5 separate regions of the Mus musculus genome follow, and regions 1, 3, 4 and 5 are each linked to region 2. A link is a contact called in public ChIA-PET, Hi-C and HiChIP or PLAC-seq data. All regions are on one chromosome and are shown on one strand. Each heading gives the region's core, a stretch centred on a gene start, on an enhancer-like site or on the middle of the called end of the contact. The rest is flanking DNA. Distances are from core to core; before and after follow the strand shown.

Region 1 (2,700 bases), core at 105-2,604, 310 kb before region 2:
TCAGGGTATTTTGCTAGAATAAGAGAAAAGGAACTAAGACACAGTGGTATAAAGTTACGGAAATTGAACTGCACACATGTTGTTCGCTCTCACTCACTGCTCCCTAGACACACCACTCAAAAATGGCCAGAGGAAAACTCCATAAAGGAAATAATACCCTTAAAAACACTTGAGAGTGCTCGCTTCGGCAGCACATATAGCATGGCCCCTGCGCAAGGATGACACGCAAATTCGTAAAGCGTTCCACATTAAAAAAAAAACAAAAAAAAAAACACAGGAGACTGGAGGTAACACATAAGACATATATTTTTGCAGACTATGCCAAAAGTAGCCCAGAGAGTAACGCCCTGACTCAAAAGCATCAAATAGTGCACTTAATTCTGTCCCAGTTGAATCATCCTAGAAATTGTGTGGTATAGTAAGGAAGAAAAATTTAAGTATCTAAAATGGCGGGGAGGGGGGAGCCCACACACCCACTTTTAAGTCTGTACTTATCTGAACCTCACCTGACAGTTTACTAACTCCATCTATCTTGTCAGCTTACAGACACTTCCACTGGGCTCCCCCAGGGACCTAGCATTAGCACCAGGTATGGGCTGTATATAAAAGGCTTTCAACTGGACATGTGATTTCATCATCTTAAGATGACCATATGGTATAAAGTAACAATTATAAAACTTCTTAGTCCTAATGAATTCTGTTTATTACTGTATCTCCTTTTAGACTAAGAGTAACAAGTCTCAAATACTTTAAACTGGTGCAGGTTTTTATTATGATAGGATATTAACACGCTATATATGTGATTCAACCCTGGTTTAAAATATTCTTTAGATGATGATGAAAATTCAAGGTTATAAATGTCTATTCAGATTAACAAAAGTTAACTTAGAATGTTCATAGCCACTGTGTGTTTCTCTCTGACTGGTCTGTATGCATGAACAAATGCAGTTTCTTTCTCCTGCTGCCAGTCTCCTAGGCTCACTCAATACATGTCTTGGTTTCCGGCCATTGGATCTAATATAAGAAGGAGTCAGATGTTATTTAAATATGGATAATATTAAAATTGTTTATACTGTTCCCTTGCTGGTTTATACTGTTCTAGTTCATTGCTAGCTCTAAAAATGGGTTACCACTCACTCTTTTTAAGACCCAGGCATGTTTTTAAAGCCCAGGGTCAAAAACAAGATCACTGACTTATAAATTATCGGATATGGGTAAAACTCATGACCAGGGTTAGTAACTGAAAGTTTGTACTTAGATAATCATAAACCATGTGACACAATTCCATTCTGGGATACAAACAGCAAACAGCTGCCTGCCATCTGTGCTATGGGATAAAGAAGCTGCAAGTCATGGCTTCATCCACGTCTAACTAAACCGCAAGCAACACATGACATGAGCTGACCACAGAAACAGGCTACCAAGGAAGCTTTTATGTTCTATAAAGGTCAGAAATGTGCCCAGTCTCTAATTATAAACTATATTTATAGATTTAGAAATTTTATTTTGATACTAGAAGAGCAAAATCAAAATCTTAATTTTTAAATCTAAACTTAACAGAGATAAAACACAAAGTCCTAGCCAGGCGGTGGTGGCTCACACCTTTAACCCCAGCACTTGGGAGGCAGAGGCAGGTGGATTTCTGAGTTCGAGGCCAGCCTGGTCTACAAAGTGAGTTCCAGGACAGCCAGGGCTACACAGAGAAACCCTGTCTCGAAAACAAAGAAACAAACAAACAAACAAACAAAAAGCCCCACAAAGTCCTAATCTTAGGAAGCTACTAAATTATTGTCAACTGTTAAGGATAATTAAGAAATGCAAGTGAAGGGGCTGGAGAGATGGCTCAGCGGTTAAGAACACTGACTGCTCTTCTGAAGGTCCTGAGTTCAAATCCCAGCAACCACAAGGTGGCTCACAACTACCCATAATGAGATCTGACACCCTCTTCTGGAGTGTCTGAAGACAGCTACAGTGTACTTACATATAATAAATAAATAAATCTTAATAAAAAAAAAAAGAAATGCAAGTTGATAGTAACCTTATAAATAAATGATCAAATCTTTTAATGTGTCCAAAAATATATTTGAGGTTTCTCTATGAATTGACGTAATTACAAGATGAAGTTTTACTTAGCCCCTTGTTTTATGTTTGCAAGGTACAGTTTAGCGCAGATACCTGAAAACAGACAAAGATTGTTTAACTCAGATATGCTCGGTGGGTACTAGCCCTCAAGCCTGTCAGAGACCTGTTGACTATGGCATTTAATATGCTTAAACTTATTATATGACAGTGACTCCCAAATCCTAACAGTGATACACAACCCACCTCTGCAAGTTCTTCAAGAAGATATAGGCAGAATGACAAAAGACTAAACCTGGATTAGAGTACATTGACCAGTGGACAGACTGGCCCCTGCCTTGCCCACTAGGGCCCAGCCTGCACTGTGGGCAAACCGGACACGGGAAAACTTACTGCTATGATTTATTGCTAAGTGTTGCTGAAGACAAGATGAGGTCAGTCTCTCCCATGTTCCTTCTCCACAAAAAAAAAAAAGGCCTCCCTCTTCTGGCCTAATGGCCAAAGACCACCTCTGACCACAGTGCAACAGGACCACAGGAATCTGGGACAACTGTCTAGATAGTGGTCTCTGTCATTCCAGACTGCTCAGAGCACTGGAATCTCCCAACCTTAAACAGGCAT
Region 2 (2,781 bases), core at 245-2,744:
ATCTCAGTAACCCCTGGAAACGTCAAATAATAATGATGATGATGCAATGAGATTTTAAAGGCAAAATATATCATTTTAAGCTGGAATGAAAATATTCGCTTTGATTCTGTCTTGGTAACAAACTGGCAGTCTTTTTATTTTTTCCCCAAGACATTGTTTTCCCATTGTCCTAGCTGTTCTGGAACTTGCTCTGAACAACAGAGATCTACTTGCCTTTGTTCTCCCCAAGTACTGTTATTAAAGGTGTGCACCATCACCACACAGCCTGCCAACTAGGATTTGTGATAAATGGAGGAAGATGATATTAGCCCTTCAGTCTCCACCATAATCAATTTCTACTAAGATTGACTGTGTCGGGGACTGGGGAAGATGTTCAGTGGTTGAGAGCATGGCCTCTCCAAGAGGCCTGAGTTTGGAACTCAGCACCTTCTCTGGGCTGCCTGTTTTACTCTTAATAGCTGGGACATCTTTACCCTGAGACCTGGTAGTCAAATTATGCGTAGCTTCTGCCTCAGTGGCCCTTTGCCTCATCCAATCCAGAGCACAGTCTTTGAACATGCTGGTCTGCTGTTGGTATACCACTGTTTTTTGTTTTGTTTTGTTTTGTTTTGTTTTGGTTGTTTGTTTTTTGCTTGTTTGGGTTGGTTTGGGTTTTTTGTTGTTATTGTTGTTGCTGCTGTTGTTCATTTTTTTTCATTTTCTTTGTTTTTCTGGTTGGTTGGTAGGTTTTTTCATGAGGGTTTCTCTATGTATATCTGACCTTGGAAATCACTCTAGTCCAGGCTGGCCTTGAACTCAGAGATTGATCTGCCTCTTTCTTATTCCAGAGTACTGGGATTAAAGGCGTGCACTGTCACGGTGTGATTTGCTGCTTTATTTAATGTTGATGAAGAAAGTCTTAAGTTTGGTGCTGGAGAGATAGCTCAGTGGTTGAGAGTACTTCCAGTGGTCTGGAGTTCAATTCCCAGCAACCACGTGTTGGCTCACAACCATTTGTAATGGGATCTGATGCCCTCCTCTGGCATATAGGGACATATGCGGGCAGAACACTGCGTACATAAAGTCTTAGGTCTTAATCAGCCCAAGGTAAATAAATGTTGTGTGTACTTGCTGGTATGGAAGGATGTCATTGTTATCTATGCTTTGTTCGAATCCTATAAAAATAACTTTAAAAAACAACAACAAAAACCCATGAATGAGCAAAACCACTGTTTTATGTCCATCTCTTGGACAGTGGACAGGCAAATTTGGTATTTATCCCTTGTCAAGCTTGATGGCCCATGGCCTCAGAGCGTTCTGTGGTCATGCAGGGTTTTCTGACTGAGGCGCTCTATTGCCCTACTCAGATCTGTTTGTGTCTGTTGTCAATCTCCTGACATTGTGGAGTCAAGTTTTCTCTGTTAGCTCTTTTTCCTTTCTGAGACACAGGCTTGCTGTGCCACGTAACCCAGGTTGGCCTCGATCCCATAATCTAGTTTGGCATCTAGAATGCTGGGATTGCTGGTGTGGACACCCCTGCCTGGCTGCTAAGAGGGCCCTCTAGGATTTCGAAGAAGTGTGTCTCTCTGTTTCCAGCTTTGTTTTTCAGTCCAAGCCTTGTTTGTTGAGCAAACGCTGCATTTTCCTGTGACTCAGACTTTAAAGTCTGACTCTTTCTCTGAGCATCCGGTTTTATTCACTGTGGTCACAACCACAGCAATGTTCTCAGGTGGATGTGGGATTCCTGCCTTTAGTTGTGGATTGCAGCAGAGTTCACATGAACAAATACAATACAGAATGTTAGAGGATTGCTCTTTACGCCATAATTATTTTGTACATGTTATAATTTTCCTCCGATTCCCTTGTCCATGTTTGGATATTGTAATATCCTAGAATGTTTTAAATACTTTTGGTTCAAGGCAGGGCGGGGATCTCAGCTCTAACCCTCTGTTTAGAGCATAGTAACTAGTTAGTCCCTGGGGATACCTAGTGTCTTCAGAATGTCACCTCCCGCACCCCCCTCCCTCTTTTTTCTCAGAACATGGGTCACTGGTTTCACTGAAGTAAATCCCACGCCATAAAGCAAGCATTAGTGCTCCTTAATGGAGCTGAGCAAATTCCCTGCCCTCCTCTCTAAGCCAGATCAACCAAGTTCCTTCTGTGTTATCTAAAATTCAGGTTAATGATACACTCAGTAGGTATCACTTAGGTAACTGGAAGCCTTTTAAATCCAGTGACTGGGGAAAAACAACCACTGCTCTACTGGTTTTAGCAGGTTGACATGGGTTAAAGGACAATAATTCCAGGAAAAGCTTTTAGATCCTCTTAAAATCAATTTGAAAAGATTTTAGTTGATGCCTGAGACCTTTTGGCTGGGGCATGGGGTGAGGTTAGGATTGTACAGTGGATACCTTCTGTCTGTAGATAATGTCCTCTTTTTCAGTTGGATGTTGTTTTTGTGACTGCTAAGTTGACTTTTTCTTAGAAATGGAAGTTGTGGCTAGATTGGGCAGAGCCTTGCCAGTGGCCAGAGACCTGAGAAAAGTCTCTGCCCTGGTAGCTGCTTTATGAATTACAAAACACATTAGTAATATGAATGGGAAAGTGGGAATAAAAATCCCACTTTAATTCCCTGGCTTGGTTAACAAGAGAATCTTGGCTTGTTAACCCCCCAGGGAGGGCTTTGTAAGTAAAGAGCCACAAACACTACTGCCAGCATGGAAGGCTGATCTGCCTGCAGTACAGAGCAGGCCCACATTATGTAGCAGACCTACATAATGAGTGAGATGCTTTCAAAACACA
Region 3 (2,700 bases), core at 36-2,535, 410 kb before region 2:
CAGTGTGTGCCACTCCGTCATACATGTAGCAGTAGCAGAGACTGACTGAGCGCCTCCCTTTAGTCAGAGCCCAACGCCACAGGTACAACAGAGAACCAAACCTGACCCTACCCTCAAGCATGCAGACCAGTAAACAAGGACCAGCCAGACTGAGTTGAGGCTCTACCAAGAGGCCACGTGAGAGCTGGGAGACAGAGGCAGAGGGGGTAGCATAGGTGGATATCTTCAGTGAGAGAAACCACTAAGGTATCATTGGAAAGATGACAAAGAGGTGGCCTAAGGAGTCCAGTGCAGCCTGCTGGCTGTAAAGGCATGAAGTATCCCTGTCCTCTTCTCACATCCCCGCAAAGGAGTGTGGGGAAGGCTGGGTACCCAGTTTCTGTTAGAGCACTTGCCCAGAATTCCTGAATCCCTGAGTTTGACTCCCTCAGCTACATAGTGAGTTTGAGGCCAGCTTGGGACACATGAGACCCTGTTTTTTGTTTTTTTTGGTTTTGTTTTAAAAGAAAAAAAAGACAAGGAAAGGAGAGGGAAGGAAAGGAAAAGAGAGGAGGGGAGAGGAGAGGAGAGGAGAGGAGAGGAAAGGAAAGGAAAGGAAAGGAAAGGAAAGGAGAGGAAAGGAAAGGAGAGGAAAGGAAAGGAGAGAGGGGAGAGGAGGAAGGGGAGGAGGGGGAAAAATATAGACCAGCACGCTACAGAGAAAGCATCCACCTACCTACAAGGACACCACTTAGACGCTGCACACAGTTTGCAGTAAGGCAGACCCAGCCATCCGCTGGATTGTTCCAACTGGAAGCTTTTACTTTCATCAAAGAACCCCAAGTAGCAGACAGTGGCTCCACCCATCAATGGCTGATGTGAGAGTCTGGTCTCTTCCCCTGAGAGGCCACCCGCTCCCTCCCATGCATTCCCTGTTTATCAGTTTCTCCTGATCACCAACCACACACCCGAGGACGGCACTAGGAGCCAAGGTGCTTGGCAGTTGGTCAGCCAACCCTGATGCCACACCCCAGTAGCCCTATCCACCGCTGCTCCTCACCATCCCGGCAGGACCGACCTGAGTAGACACTAGGGGCCTCCCAAAAAGTCTGCCATTAGCAAGGGGATGAGGCTGTGCCAGGCATCCCTGCTGCTTCCTCCCCAGCCAAAGGCAGGGCACATGCATGGCTGAAATCCCGCTGGTGGCCCCTAGCCAACTGGCTGCCACTCGCTTATTTGACTTGGAACAGGAAATACATTTTTCTACTATTTACACTGCTGACCTCAGGAATAAACTCGTTGTGGCTGTAGCCACATTCCCATACTGTCCTGCTTACATCTGGGGACTTAGCTTGGGACCCGGACAGAGGAGGTCTGGGGTTGAGGCTGTGGGCAAATGGTTCCCTGAGTCTTCAGGGCAGAAAGGATCGAGGCTACACATTGCTCCGAGAGACACTCGGCCAGGATGCACAGGAGGCTCACCTGTTCCCTCCTCCATCTGCACAGAGAACATGTGACAGAGATGAGCTCCAGGGACAGTCACTTAAAGTAAGTGACACCCTCTGCTCTGAGGACAGCATCATGTCGATGTGACAGCCCAACCCCAAAGCAACTCAGCTGAGGCCAGCCTCACAACTAGACCAGCAACAGCAGCAGTAGCCAGATGTGGGATGGGTCTGTTGGCAGTCCCTGTTTCCCCTGGGGAGGGTAAGCAGCCACCTCAGCCTGAAGCTGCTGCCATGGCTACCAGAAAAAAGAAAAAAAAAATTACCCAGTGGTTATCTGGGCACTGGAGGGCAGGCCGGGCGCTGTTAGAGAACAGGTCTAGAAATTAAAAGAATAAAATGTCAGATGAAAGCATCAGCAGCCTACCGTGACACCTTCACTGATGTAAGTGGGGCTTCTGCTTATGTGAGCATGTGCGTGTGGAGGCCAGAGATCCACCTCTTGAGAGCCATCAACCTTGTTTGGCCTTTTTTCCAGGAGGGAAGGGGTTTTGTATTTAGTTTTTTGAGATAGGGTTTCTCTGTGTAGCCTTGGCTGGCCTGGAGCTCACTATGTAGACCAGGCTGGCCTTGAACCCACAGACATCTGCCTGCCTCTGCCTCCCAAGTGCTGGAATGAAAAAAAAGGATTCCCCTATGCCTGATCCCAACCTTGTTTTGTGAGTGTGTGGGGGGGGGGGGGTGGGGTGGGTGTGGGTGTGTTTTAAGGCAGGGGATCTGGGAATCATTAATTAGGCTAGGCAGGTTGGCCAGCAAATCCCAGGGACCCCCCTGGCTTCACATCCCCAATGCTGAGACCATAAGCACACACCACCATGTATGTCATGGTTAGTGTCAATTGTTCCCTTGACACAAACCTAGAGTCACCTGGGAAGAATGAATCTCAACTGAGTTACCTCCATCACACTGGCCTGTGGTCACGTCTGTGAGGCGTTTTCTTTAACTGCTGATTGATGTAGGAGGTCCCAGTCCACTGTGGGCGGTGCCATCCCTAGGCAAGAAGTCCTGGCTACATAACAGAGTTCCTTAAACAAGCCACAGGGAACAGGCCAAGTAAGCAGCGTTCTTCCATGGTTTCTGCTCCAGGCTCCTGCCTTGACTTCCCTCAATGGTAGGCTGTGTACTATGAGCTAAAGCTAACCCTTTCCTCACCAAGTAGCTTTTGGTCATGAGTTTATTACAACAAGAGAAAGGAAACTGGAACACACGACAACAT
Region 4 (2,700 bases), core at 90-2,589, 280 kb before region 2:
TCTCTTTTCACCTCATTCTTCAAACCATGCACTGAAGTTGGGTTCTTTACATCAAGTAAGTCACAATTAGTGTGGCAAAGAATTGCTCCTGCAATTCACCCGAGTATATAGCCAAGGGGTCCTTTAAAGATCATACCTACACAAGTGGCTGCAGACAGTGTATATTCCCTGACCAAAATAACTTAAACCTAAGATTTTGAACCTTCGGTATTTTAGGTGCATCTCAGGCAGCCTGAAGACAGGCAACAGGATTTCAACAACAACAAAAAAAAATTGCCACCTTACTCTGAACCAATGTGCTGGGTTGACCCACAAAGGCCGCAAGATGCTGTCTTAATTTGAATAGCCCTGACTTGTAGGAGTTAAAACTCTCACCCCTTATGCTGCGATGACGTAATCTTCCACACTGAATTTCTCCCAGAGTTAAAGGGGTGGAAAGAGGAATTTACAAAATAGTAATAATAACCGACAAAGAAAATTTCCTGCTAGGAACGAGGAACTGAGTAAGTGGCCAGGCGGGGTTTCGGGAGGTGCTTAGGCAGGTCCCGGATGGCAAAGAGGCCGGCCCCGGCAGGAGAGCCCCGGGAGCCGCGGGGCAGGAGAGGACACGGCGCGGGGCTGGAGACCGCCGAGGGGCGCAGGCGCAGAGCCGCCCGGTCCGTCACCTCGGCCCCGGCCCGGCCCGGCCCTGCGGCCGCAGTTCCGCTCCCCTCCCCCGCCAGCCGCAACGCGTCCGTGGCGGGGCCGGGGAAGCAGGAAGTCGAGGCCCACAACGGAGAGACAGCCCCCGGCCTCCGACCCCGGTCCGGACCGGGCGTCTCCCACCCCGCGCCCCGGGGCCTCGGAGCCCGCGGGCGGCCGGAGGGGGAGGGGAGCGGGTGGGATGGGTGTGCCCGGTCCTCTCGCCGCCGCCGCCGCCGCCGCCGCCGCTGACAGCTCGGCCGGGCTGTGCCCTCGGCCGCCGCCATCCCCGGCCGCGCCGCGCCGCCATTCCAGCCCTAAGCCTCGCCGCGACCCCGCCTCGCTTCCCTCAGAACCCGGGCCGGCGGGCGCACGCGACCCCGGCAAGCCCTCCCTCGCGGCCCACCGCCCGCAAGCACCGGGATGCCCCTGCCCGCGAGCATCCTCGAGAACCGAGAGAGGACGGGGGGGGGGGGGACACGCGAAGGGGACCGGGCGGCGCAGAAGACGCTCCCGCAGGGAGGCTTCTCGGGCCCCGCACTCACCTCAGCTTCTCCGCCGGGGCGTTGGCAGCACTGCGCGGGGCCTCCTCGGCTGCCGGACAGGGGCACGCGCCTGACGTCAGCACGCAGGGGACGCATGGTTGGGTGCCCGCGGAAGTGGGAGGGACAAAGAGAGAGAAGGGGCTGAGGGCGGCTCGGGCTCCGCCCCTTGGCGCGCACGCGCGCGGGCTGCGTTCCTTGCATGCTCTGGTTGGCTCTCTGCGCCTTTTAACGGTATTTTTTATCCGTAATAAAACTATGAACAATGATGTGCACGGTGTTGTAACTAAAGTTTATTTTGAGTCTTGCAACTTCGTGAAGAAAAGTGTTGTAAATATGTTTTACTTTTATATTTTTGTTTATTTTATTGAGACAGGGTGTCATTATGTAGCCCTTGCTATCCCAGAATGGCTATGTAGACCAGGCTGTCCCAGAACACAGCAATACTACTGCCTCTGCTTCCAGAGTTCTGATATTTCAAGAAATGTACTACCATGCCTGAGCTGTCTCTCTCTTTTTTGTTGTTGTTTTTTGTTTTTTGACAAGAGTTTCTTTCCATGGGTAGCCCTAGCTGTATTGAAACTTGCTGTGGAGCCCAGGCTAGCCTGGAACTCAGAGAATCCCTTGCCTCTGCTTCCTGGGTGCTGGGATTAAAGGTGTGCATCACCATACCCAGGCTACCGGGTTTGTTTTGTTTTGTTTTGTTTTTAATAACTTGAGACGTGATCTCGTTTAGCGCAGCCTGGATTTGAATGCTTAACTAGGTACCAGAGGTTGATCTTAAACTGCTAAGCCTCTACCTCCGAAGTGCTGAGCTTATAGGCGTGCCCCTCCATAGCCTGCCTCTTTGCTTCTCTGAGAGAGGAAGTGACTTGCTGTGCACAGCTTTATCTGTCTGTTTTTGGAGTGGGAGTTGAGTATCACCCTCGGTTTTGTTTAGAACTAAAGACTTTCCCCCTCAAAAAAGTCCTACATTTACTGTCCCTGAGTGCTCTCCCCTGGCCCCTTTGGTTGGATCTGACCTATCAAATCCTTCTCTTCCCTGTCATCTCGGCGCCTGTTGAATAGCTGCCTTCTCTGGCCGTGTACTAGCTGCTGGAGAATAGAGAGCCTAGCCTTCTGTCAGATGCTCCCCAACATTAGAGGAACCTTATCTCAGTAATGTTCTCTTGCGGGCTGGAGATGTAGCCCAGTCGGTAGAGAGCTTGCCAAGAATGCACGAAGCCCCACGTTAGTGCCTCTACCACATTCATAATCCAAGCTCTGAGATGGATGGCTGTAATCCCAGCACTTGGGAGGTGGAAGCAGAAAAATCTATGGTGACCCTTGGTTGCATAGAAGATTCAGAGTGTCCTAGGATACAAAACATCCATTCTCAAAAAACAGGAGGGTGTGTCTTAAGGAGGCAGAACTCTGAGACCTCAGATGTGTGCTCCTGCATCCAGCTTTATGTGGGCCCTAGGGATTCGAACTCAAG
Region 5 (2,700 bases), core at 28-2,527, 360 kb before region 2:
TCCCCCTTGCTTTTAGTGAGATTGAGTAGGGTCTCTGGGCTTTCGTGTCCTGTTTAGACAGAGTTCCTCTAGCTCAGTGGGATGTAGCCTCAGGCAGGGCCAGAGTCTGGGCTCTATCAGTGACCTGGAGAGGGTGTGGCCCAGCCATGGCAAGTAACTATTAACACGGAATTGAGCTTCAGCACCAGCCAGGCATGGGTTTTTAAGCAATATCTCCACTCCATTCATTCACTCCACAAACGTGTCACCCACCCACTCTGTGCCAGACACCAAGCTAAGGGTTGAATCTGCCTGACGTGGGAGAAGTAATAAAAGAATCGAACAGAAACCCAAGCAGACAGCAAAGATTGGTTCCTGTGCTAAAAGGAAGCCTCCACAGCCTTCCAGTTCCTAAGCAGAAGGTCTACACAGAAAGGCAAGGGGTTCGCTCAAAACCTCGCTGCCTGGAGCGCGCCAGAACTCAGGGCGATCCAGAAGCGAGGTTTCGGATTCCCGGAGTCTCAGGCCACTGTCCCAAGCTGCCCGAAGTAGAGAGGCCCCTGTCCAGCTCCGGGAAGGCTGGAGGGAGGTGAGTGCTAGGGAGGGGCCGGACCACAGAACGCGGGGGCCTGAGGGCGGGGAGGGGTCCGGTGGGGACAGCCGGGCGGCACCCCAGCCTGGTGCGCCCTGAGCGCGAGCGACTGGGTGCGCGCGAGTAGCAGCCGCTCTCGCTCCGGTGGCTCCGCCGGGGTCGGCCGGGGATCCCGGCTCCCAGGCGCCGGCGGGGGGCCGCGGGGCGCGGCCAGGGCGGCGCTGCAGTGCCCGCAGCGGCGGGCTGGGGGAGCTGTGCCCGCTCGTCCCTAAGGCCCCGGGCGGGGACCCAGCAGCTGGGTCGCCGCGCCTCTAGCTCGGCCCAACTGGGCGGCGTGCGGCCAAGCGTGCCTGCAGCAGCGGGGCTGAGGCTCCGAGCGCGTCCGGGCGCCGGGCCGGGGAGGCCCCCCAGGAGAAGCCCAGTCCCGCGGGCTCAGGACCGCCCCCGTGGGGGGGGGGTTGTCCCACGCCGCTGGACCCGCCCAGGTAACCCCATCCTCGGCCCGCCCCCGGCCCGCCCCGCCGGCCGCCCGCCCGCCTCCGCCGCCACCGCCGCATCCCGGCTCTGGGGCGGCGCTGACAGTCGGGTCCGCCGGGCAGCGGGCGCAGCAGCGGGCGGCGCGGCCGGCTGCTCGGAGGCTGAGCCCCGCCGCGCGCCCCGGCCCGGCGCCCCAGCCCGTCCGCGCGGCGCCCACCTGCCGCCCCGACGGGAGCCTTGCGGCCGCTGCCCCGGGCTGGGCGCGCACGGCACCATGAGCCCCCGTTCGTGCCTGCGGTCCCTGCGACTCCTCGTCTTCGCCGTGTTCTCGGCCGCCGCGAGCAATTGGCTGTAAGTCGGGCCGGGGACCGGGCGGGCGGGGCGGGTCCCGGGGCCACAGGCGCAGGGGGCTCCCGGCAGGTGTCTCAGCCGTGGGACCCGAGGATCGCGCTCCCGCCGGTTCCTCCTGCCGGCCACCACCACTGTCCGGTCTTCCCTCTGGAGGTCCCGGGACCCCTGCTGCCCCAGTCCGGCTCGGGGTAGCAGGGCTGGCAGTGCGTCTGCACCGGGAGGCTCCTTTGGGTGCTCGAGGGCGCGCGGGGGTGCGAGCGCGGGGCGGTGGCCCGGGAACGGAGCGAGGCGCAAACCGGCGGGCTGACAGGTCTCCGAGGGAAAGCGTCCCGAGCATAATAGCAGGTTAACCGCGAGGAGTCTGGGCGCGAGCTCCTCGCGCTGCGCTGCGCCGCGCCGCGCTGCGGGCTGAGCTGGAGGCGTGCAGAGACCTGTTTCTGCTTGGGGGGCGGGAGCCAAACATAGAAGTCCAGGACCGGGGCGCCGAGCCTCTGAGAGCCCGCAGGCTGGCTCTGGCTGCTCCTCGCTGTTCCCTGAGGCAGGAAGAAACTTCTCCCAACCTTTAATAAAGAAGGCGACAACCCCCATCCACCTCTAAGGGTCTTGCCTAAGAAGGAAGGGGGTGGTAACCACTGGTGACCTGTGTGTCTCTCCCTGACTGGGTCTGCGCTCGGGAGGATCCCTGGGAAGGCGAGCTAAAGAGCTAGTGACTAAGAGAACAAGGAACCAGCTTTTAGACTCCTTCATCCCTCCTCAGTGGCACTTCCTATGGCCCAGGCTTAACCCTGGCCCCAACTTCTCCTGCCCAGAGCTCTGCAGCCTTCCACTGTGGGCAGCCAGTGGGGAGCCAAGCTCCTGTATTGATCTGAAAAGCATGAGGTGGGAAGGGGGGATAGCCAACAGTGTAGCTGGGGTTTCCATGGAGACAGTGGGAAAGGAAAAATTCTCTCTGCATCAAGACCAAAGAACAAATATCTCCCATGAAATTGCCCTGAGTGTCCAATGGCTGTTGCTATGAGGTCATTGTGGCCAGCCAGGGCCCTGGAGACTGGAAAGGAGTGTGTTCGTTGGGGTCAGAGCCACCCAGAGCTTGGGAGACTGAGGTGATGTGGAATTCTCCCAGCTGTTCCGAGAGCTCGCAATTCCTCTGAGGCCCAAAGTGGCTGCATTGTTTTTCCTGGATTCTTAATTTGATTAACACTTCAGGGGCAGTGGCAGAGTGGACAGAAACCAGGGCACAGCCACCGTCCCCTCCCCTCCCGCCCCCCACTTCTTGCAGAATGCTCCCTCCCCCAGTGAGA

The links. Hi-C and Micro-C count contacts between places; a contact is called where the count stands out from the background. ChIA-PET counts read pairs in DNA pulled down with a chosen protein or histone mark. HiChIP or PLAC-seq counts read pairs in DNA pulled down with a chosen protein or histone mark.
Region 1: a contact with region 2 is called in a Hi-C map of myocytes, with 1.9 times the contacts expected there. The contact joins two enhancer-like sites. A contact is called at or near these places in 10 of 39 promoter capture datasets (the 3T3-L1 cell line, 3T3-L1-derived adipocytes, the HPC-7 cell line and 6 more), 10 of 484 Hi-C or Micro-C datasets (the C10 cell line, the HPC-7 cell line, Sertoli cells and 7 more), 2 of 115 datasets of contacts at active chromatin or transcription factors (embryonic stem cells and extraembryonic endoderm stem cells) and 2 of 9 other capture datasets (adipose tissue and embryonic stem cells).
Region 3: a contact with region 2 is called in a FOXA1 HiChIP or PLAC-seq map of pancreatic cancer cells. The contact joins two enhancer-like sites. A contact is called at or near these places in 1 of 115 datasets of contacts at active chromatin or transcription factors (pancreatic cancer cells) and 1 of 9 other capture datasets (liver).
Region 4: an RNA polymerase II ChIA-PET map of effector CD8 T cells shows a contact between it and region 2, with 13 read pairs. The contact joins the promoter of Cdc42 here to the enhancer-like site in region 2. A contact is called at or near these places in 4 of 39 promoter capture datasets (embryonic stem cells, hippocampal neurons, liver and 1 more), 4 of 115 datasets of contacts at active chromatin or transcription factors (bone marrow-derived macrophages, effector CD8 T cells, memory CD8 T cells and 1 more) and 2 of 9 other capture datasets (adipose tissue and liver).
Region 5: an HNF4G HiChIP or PLAC-seq map of pancreatic cancer cells shows a contact between it and region 2. The contact joins the promoter of Wnt4 here to the enhancer-like site in region 2. A contact is called at or near these places in 5 of 39 promoter capture datasets (the C10 cell line, liver, maxillary cranial neural crest and 1 more), 1 of 115 datasets of contacts at active chromatin or transcription factors (pancreatic cancer cells) and 2 of 9 other capture datasets (adipose tissue and liver).

Annotation. Positions count from the first base shown.
Region 1 is chr4:137,325,362-137,328,061 of GRCm38.p6, forward strand. The region is part of intron 5 of Cdc42 (cell division cycle 42); the gene reads right to left. Among named protein-coding and RNA genes, the nearest start is that of Cdc42, 31 kb to the right of the region's middle. Within about 2 kb of position 1,355, at least 16 of the 459 cell types and tissues checked have an H3K27ac peak or open chromatin away from gene starts, as enhancers often do. A contact at or near this core is called in the HPC-7 cell line and myocytes, where this site is marked.
Region 2 is chr4:137,640,182-137,642,962 of GRCm38.p6, forward strand. All of the region lies in intron 22 of Usp48 (ubiquitin specific peptidase 48), which reads left to right. Among named protein-coding and RNA genes, the nearest start is that of Usp48, 47 kb to the left of the region's middle. Within about 2 kb of position 1,495, at least 106 of the 459 cell types and tissues checked have an H3K27ac peak or open chromatin away from gene starts, as enhancers often do. A contact at or near this core is called in the HPC-7 cell line, adipose tissue, bone marrow-derived macrophages and 5 more, where this site is marked.
Region 3 is chr4:137,230,541-137,233,240 of GRCm38.p6, forward strand. The region is part of intron 2 of Gm31820 (a long non-coding RNA gene); the gene reads right to left. Among named protein-coding and RNA genes, the nearest start is that of Gm31820, 21 kb to the right of the region's middle. Within about 2 kb of position 1,286, at least 38 of the 459 cell types and tissues checked have an H3K27ac peak or open chromatin away from gene starts, as enhancers often do. A contact at or near this core is called in pancreatic cancer cells, where this site is marked.
Region 4 is chr4:137,356,420-137,359,119 of GRCm38.p6, forward strand. It overlaps Cdc42 (cell division cycle 42), which reads right to left and starts at 1,340. Exons shown (of 6, transcript NM_009861.3): 1 at 1,227-1,340.
Region 5 is chr4:137,276,358-137,279,057 of GRCm38.p6, forward strand. Wnt4 (wingless-type MMTV integration site family, member 4) reads left to right here and starts at 1,278. Exons shown (of 5, transcript NM_009523.2): 1 at 1,278-1,399. The coding sequence starts at 1,323.